Linked DNA regions of Gossypium hirsutum: region 2 is linked to region 1. Evidence: chromatin contacts called from public Hi-C data. All regions are on one chromosome and are shown on one strand. The core of a region is the stretch at or near the end of the contact, and the rest is flanking DNA. Distances in the headings are between cores, read along the strand shown.

Region 1 (3,435 bases), core at 519-3,018:
TTATTATGGTTTCTGTGGTCCTATTTACATGCCTTGAAGTTAATTACCTACAACTCCCAAGTCACATTTCCAATGAAACTAATAAAGCCCATGCAACAGCATGAATGAGCATACCATTTACCAATAAAAGATAAATGAGAAAATATTTAATAGCAATAAAAATTTAGTGAAATGAAGTAAGGCCACAAATTTGTCAGAGACACATGGCATACTGCAGATATAACTGTGCAACACATGCGTCACTAAGCAAATAGCATTAACCCTGAGGATATGAAGCATGCTACATGTCAAAACATAAACAAGAAGAGATAAAAAAGGCACTACAAAATCCATAAAGAGACAGTCCTGGGTAAGCAAATTGTTACCATTACAAAATCAAAAACCTTAACATATGACAAATGTTAAACTAGAATTGGTTATTACCTGAAAAATTTCAGCGAGACTTTTCTGTTTGCTCCCAAGTCCTATACCAGGCAAACCAATCAGTCCATCACCGCCCCAATCCCTGAGCTATGCACTTTCTCTACCTCTACTTCGTTCTCTTGTTTCCTAGAATTAAACCCTGGTGGCATCGAAAACAACGACCTATTGCTACCATTATCAGCTCTATTCAATTTCCTCCTATCTCCAATCCCACCTACCACTGAGCTCCCTCCCTTCAACCTCTGCGCGAACTTCCAATCCTCCTTGGAAAGCAAAGGAGGTGGAAGCCTAGGATTGAGATTCACATTCGAGTAATAGTATGAATGATAAGCCGGATCAGACCTAAGCTCTTCTTCAGGTATAAAACTATTCCCACTTTTAGCTTGAGCAAAAGCAGAGAAGGCAGGGTTACCGGCAGCTGCAGTAGCAGCTCCACCCCCAAACAACCCACCAACTGCACTCAGTGAACCCTCCACGGTAGGAGGGGCAGAGCCACTTCTATACAAGTTTAGCTCGCGTTCGAGATCATCGGCATCTTGCCTACTGCGCTGTTCACGGAGCAGTAGCCCTATTTCCTTCTCCAAATCATCCCCAAATGATCCCTCACCACTTCCTATCATTGGTCTCCTACCCAATTCAGATAACATTCTCAAAAACCCTAATTGATCATTACCCTTTAATCAGAAATATAAAAAGAAACGATCACTACCTAAACAAATAATCAGACCCTAAACCCTAGGAAGCCAAAACTTTTTAAAACTAATACACCTAAAACCCATATTTACAAGCTTCAAGATGCTAACTTTAAGTTACCAAAACAGTCAAAAGATCAAAAATTTAATCACCTTAACATCATAAGTCAAAAGCATCAAAGACCCATCTGCTAAATATTATAAAAACTAAGATGACAAAAATTAAGAAATACCCAAATTTATATACTGTTCAAGTTTGATAGAACAAAGTTAATCAAAGGAACAGATAAGAGCACCATGTTTTCCAAGTAAAACCATCAACATCATAGATAAATTATAAATAAAAAAAAGGGGGGTTAGATAGAGCTAAAACTAAGTAGAAGAGCTAGGAAAGGAGAAAGCTTTATATTAGAAGCTGAGAGATCAATAAAGCTTTAGTGAGGCGGCGATTGGTTCTTACAAGAATCCTTCTAGGGTTTTGTTACACAAATTCAGGAAGGTTAGGATTAAATACAGTGACCGAGTAGGGGGAAAAACTGAATTCCATTTAATTTTGGTTTGGGGTTGGGGTTAATTTAATAGTGAGGAAAATAAATGAGATCATTGATTAATTTTTATTTTTGTCCTAAAAACCAGGGGCGATTGACCAAGTGATAAGCGACTGATGTAGGGAAAAAAAGAACATATTTTAGCAAAAGATAATGATGTTTGATTACATCGTGTTCCAGAAATGGGAATCTGTAACTGACACGTTAGCACTCTAGATTCGATGCTGTTCTTTAAGGCAATTCCCATTGGTACCCCTCAGTAAAACAAGGAAACTACAGCTGCCCTTTAATCTACTTAAATATCTCAACTACCCCTTTTCCTTACTTTTATTTTCACTTTGGTTTTTTTTTTTTAATATGGATTTCATTGCTGTCTTAATTGAATTGAAAATCAATAGATATATTAGTCCGAAATAAGAAGTTGAATTGATTTTCTTAATTTAATTTTTATTTTTAATATTCTTTAATAACTTATTCAATTGAATCTCGATCACCAATTCGATTTTAAAAACTTTAGATTTAACTATTGTGCTTTAATTTAATTTTTTTTGTTTTTATGTTTTTCGAATTTTAATATCATAACATCGTTAGATTAAATTCTACTATTAGTTTCACGTATGAGTTATGGGTTTACTCTCTATTTCCCAATTTAATCAATTTTAAACTATATATTTTCAAGACTACCGGCTACTATTTGTGTTAGAACTAAAATTTAAAATTTTGAAAAAAAAGTAGAGAATTAGAATTTGTCTTTTTTTTGACAGATCTTTTGCTCTTCTTCCCCTTGGGTTTAGGAGATTTTTGCAGTTCAATACACTTCTATTAGATAGCAAAGTGATAAAATGTTTAAAGTTTTAAATTTTCAATTTATATAAATTTTTATTCGATTTTTGAACAATCACTTACCCGTTACACTTTAATCTAATGAATTTATGATTAATTTATTTATTGCTTTTATAAGAATAATTAATCTATTTTTAATAGGTTAATCGTAACCTTTACCAATTATTTATTTATTTTTATTTTCAAACCGTGATTTCTTGTAGTTAGAAAGGAAAAATCTAAACTCTAATCTATTTATAATCTATAATCTATACATAAAAGTACAAATTTGGAAAAACTTCTAAATAGATGAGAATATCCTTTATTTTTCATCATATCACTAAATTCACATTTTAAAATAATTATAATATTTAATTCAAAATTATTAGTTAAAAATTACAAATAAAATAAAAGTTTTGATAATTAAAATTTTAAAAATAATTAGAATTTAAATTAAAATTACTAATTAAAAAAGTTGTACTAATTTTAAAATAGAATTAGGGAAAAAAAGGTTGTCATAATTATATTTTACTATTTTTAGTATTTATTATCACTTAATTAATATTAGAATTAATTATGTTAATTAGTTATTACTTTGAAATTTGAATAATGTTATTTTGCATTAATTATATAAAGTAAAACTGAATATATTAAAAATGATTTAATTATTATTGAAAATTTTCAATTATATTATTTGAATTGATAAGTTAATGTATTTTAATTATATTGAATGATTCAAATAAGAAATATTATTTTGCATTAATTATTGCAATTAAAAGTACAATATTTTAAAATTAATTAAATATTAAACGCATAAAATCGCATGGAACACATATGACATTAGAAGCTAGTCTATATAAAAGCACGAGTTAGGAAACAACTTTTGAACTAACAAGAATACCCTTTATTTTTCATCATATTATTAAATTCACATTTAAAAATAATTATAA
Region 2 (3,365 bases), core at 190-2,689, 140 kb after region 1:
TCATTTTTTATTAGACTAAAGACATGTTTAGATTTATCTACTAATACAAGTTGTTTTTCCATATTACGATTTGACCACGTAATACCGCTTAGTAGTAGTTAAACGTTAGATAACCAGCGAGCCAATATTTGCTTCCATTTTGCTTTACGTGCAAAATCGTTGAAGACAATATACAAAGACTATTAATGTATTCAATGAAAATTTATTTAAACTAATTTGTTTGAAAAAAATACAAGTATGTTTTGATCCGCTTGGATAGTTAAGAACAATACATCACGATACTCTAGTACTTAAATGTGTTTTGATCCATTTTCACAAGTTGGAGAAGTTGATTTACAATTAAACTTAAATTGTCTGTAGGGATATAGAATTTGAACTTTCGTGATTCAAGAAACGTTGAAAATAAGGCTCGAAGATCTACTATTTGAATAGAAGAATCACACTAAAAGGTGGCCAGAATGTTTTGATAAGTCCGGTTGAAGTTACCCCTATGGAACCCAACGATTAATCTTGAACTTCCCATAAGGAATTGCATTGTTTTATGAAAATGAGCTTATGGCTATAGGCCTTAAAATCTGATGATTCGAAACCCGTTTCAAAGATAAATTGAAGCTTTACAATTTAGGCACCTGGATTACCCAAAAAACTGGTCGGAGAATCTCTAAAAGTCCAGACGAAGTTGACCTTATGGAATCCTTCGAGATTAATTTTGGATTCTCACATAACTTCAATCTTTGCTTTCAACTAATTGGATCTTCTCCAATAGTCTCTAACTCATGAATGGCATGACTAGTGGGTGTTGTTCTAAATACGTACATAAGTACTCACTCGAAAATTCGTAAAAAGAAAACATGTGAGATTTATGACAAGTAAAATTTCAAATTTAATTTAATATTTTATTTATTGCCAAAGTCATTGACTAAAATGACTTTTCAAACATATGTGGATTAAAATGTTGGTTTTAGTGGTAGATGGACTAAAATAATCTTTATACTATGATACATCGACTTATAGTGAACTTTAGCTTGCTGATGTTTGCACTGCACCTTCCCAATTGTTACATGATGTGGTTTTATTTTCCAATTTCTTTGTTAGATTTTAACATTAGTCTCTAAAACATCGTGATTTTAATCATATCAATTGAGACAGTTTTTTCATTATGCCTTCTAAAAAAATAAAATTATTTGTTCAGAAAAGAATACAGATATTTGGAAGTATGGATGCTGATTTGGCGACGAAGCTCCAAACCACAAATGACAGATCCAACGGCTGATATTAAGTCATTCACGCTGTCAACAAGACGTGGCAACGATCAGATCCAAACCAAGTGCACGTGTCACTCTCTAGAGCTTTCTCTCTCCGTAAAAAAATTTTAAAAAAATGAAAAATGAATAAAGATAAATTGCTATTTTCATTTCGGACAAAGGAAAAGAGCGCAGAAGAATTTCTTGCAAGTTTTATGTTCTTTTTCTCTCAAATTGCTCGTGTTTTGCAATTAATAGGACGGCCTTTTGTCTTTTTAGCGATTGATCTTCAATTTTCTTGAGTAAGTTCTTTTTAAAACTTATTTTCTGGCTTTTCTTTGGTTCTTCGCATCGAATTCTGTTTGTTTTCTGAGAAAACGGTGGAAACCGGTGATTTTTCTTTTTTCTTTTCCTTTCGGTTTCTCATCATTCAACGAAAACCTGGAAAGTGGAATTTTTTTTTTTGGAGATATTGATTCACATAGAGCAATGTAGGTCCTCTGTGTTAATATATTTAAAATTCTATTATTCCTTTTGCTCGATTTTGCGGTTGATTCAGTCTTTATATGTGATTTATTTTATTAATGTTCAAAAGATTTAAAAAGGAAAGGAATTTGAATCATAAACTTTGAATCTTTTGCTTCTGAGTATGTGTAAAGTATGGCTTACTTAGCATAATTTATTGTTAACTTTAGTTTAGAGGGTGGTTGGGGCTTTAAAGAGAATTTAATTACTATAATAATAGTGCTACTGGCAAGGTAAATGTCATTGCGATATATGAACAATTCTGTGCATTCGCTTTTTAAGTTACTTTATATGGGAACTGAGAAATAGAGATATGTTGGTGTTAAACTTTGTTGGATTTCATTCGTGGGTCATCTTTGTTAGGCTTTAATGTCATTTGAATCAGTCAATTGGGTGGTTAGGTCTTGATTTTTTTTATCTGTAATGGCCTTTTGGGATTACTAATTTACAATGACTTTGTTCCCACTGAAATTTATGATCTTTTATTTCTTTTCCCATGTTGGATTCCAATTCCTTTTGTAGTGCTTTTGCTTTTGAGTTTGGGGATTGATAACGTTTTCTTGTCATGATCTGCATTAACAATAATGAAATCTCTGGTTTTGTAATGACCACAGACCCCTTGAGAGCTTAGAGCATGTTGATAGGTTGATGCATTTTTGTAATTATATGCTGGAAAAAAAGTATTCTATTTGAGCCTCCAGAAAAGCATTGGCTCAGAAATGGTCAGCTTGCGAGTAGAAGTGTTGCAAAAATTGATTTCATTATTTATATTTAAATACTAGTTTGCATCTTCTTCTAAGAATTCTATATAGAAAATTATATTTAAAGTAATCAGGATGTGTTATCAGCTTTACAACTTCCTTCTTATCAAGGAAAGTGGTTTCAGCTTAATAATAGACCATGTCAATCGTTATATTTTGAGTAAATTTCAGTTTAATAAAGCATGATTTACTGGCTATCTATGCTTTTTTATTATTGGAATGGCTTGTAACTGTGATTCACATTTGTAATATCATAGGATTTGAAATTTTTCAAGAGGAGAAGTTGTTCGCATCTGCCTCCTTCTAGACAAGTGGAAATTCTGGTTTTTTGCAACAATGAGTTTTGTTTTCCGAGGGACTAGAGGGGATATTGAAAGTGGGTTTTCAGGATTTATTCCTGAACGTCCAGCTGTGGTATTTTGCTTAACCATATGAGTACATCTTATCATTTGGTTGGCCAGATTTTATCATCCTATATAAAGGGGCTTGAACTTTTCTTGCACAATTTTTTTTCCAGCGCATACATGCAGCCCGACCAGTTAATTCTAATTCGCTGGCCTTTCTTGTCACAGGTGATGTTTTTAGTTGCATGTGTTTTCTTCCGTTGCATCTGTTAAAACTTTTGCCTCTAATCATTCCTTGTTGTGCCTTTAATTTGCATTTCTAATCTGTTCTTGTTTGTTTCCAGCAGTTCTTTTGCTGTTCATGATTTTAAACTCTCATCAAATGTCACCAAACTTTCTGGTATGTAAACACTATACATTCTTTGGGAGCATGGTGGTGTGACTATTAATACATGGAAGTCATGTAGTTATCTTCTATGTCTCTTTGTGCA

What was found. Hi-C and Micro-C count contacts between places; a contact is called where the count stands out from the background.
Region 2: a contact with region 1 is called in a Hi-C map of leaf, with 2.7 times the contacts expected there. The contact joins the promoter of LOC107950331 here to the promoter of LOC107950325 in region 1. A contact is called at or near these places in 14 of 34 Hi-C or Micro-C datasets (callus, hypocotyl, leaf and 2 more).

Annotation. Positions count from the first base shown.
Region 1 is chrD03:46,369,481-46,372,915 of Gossypium_hirsutum_v2.1, forward strand. It overlaps LOC107950325 (pumilio homolog 2), which reads right to left and starts at 1,769. Exons shown (of 10, transcript XM_016885145.2): 1 at 509-1,769; 2 at 424-506. The coding sequence starts at 1,070.
Region 2 is chrD03:46,508,175-46,511,539 of Gossypium_hirsutum_v2.1, forward strand. It overlaps LOC107950331 (E3 ubiquitin-protein ligase SDIR1-like), which reads left to right and starts at 1,440. Exons shown (of 9, transcript NM_001327570.1): 1 at 1,440-1,546; 2 at 2,788-2,944; 3 at 3,048-3,102; 4 at 3,222-3,274. The coding sequence starts at 2,867.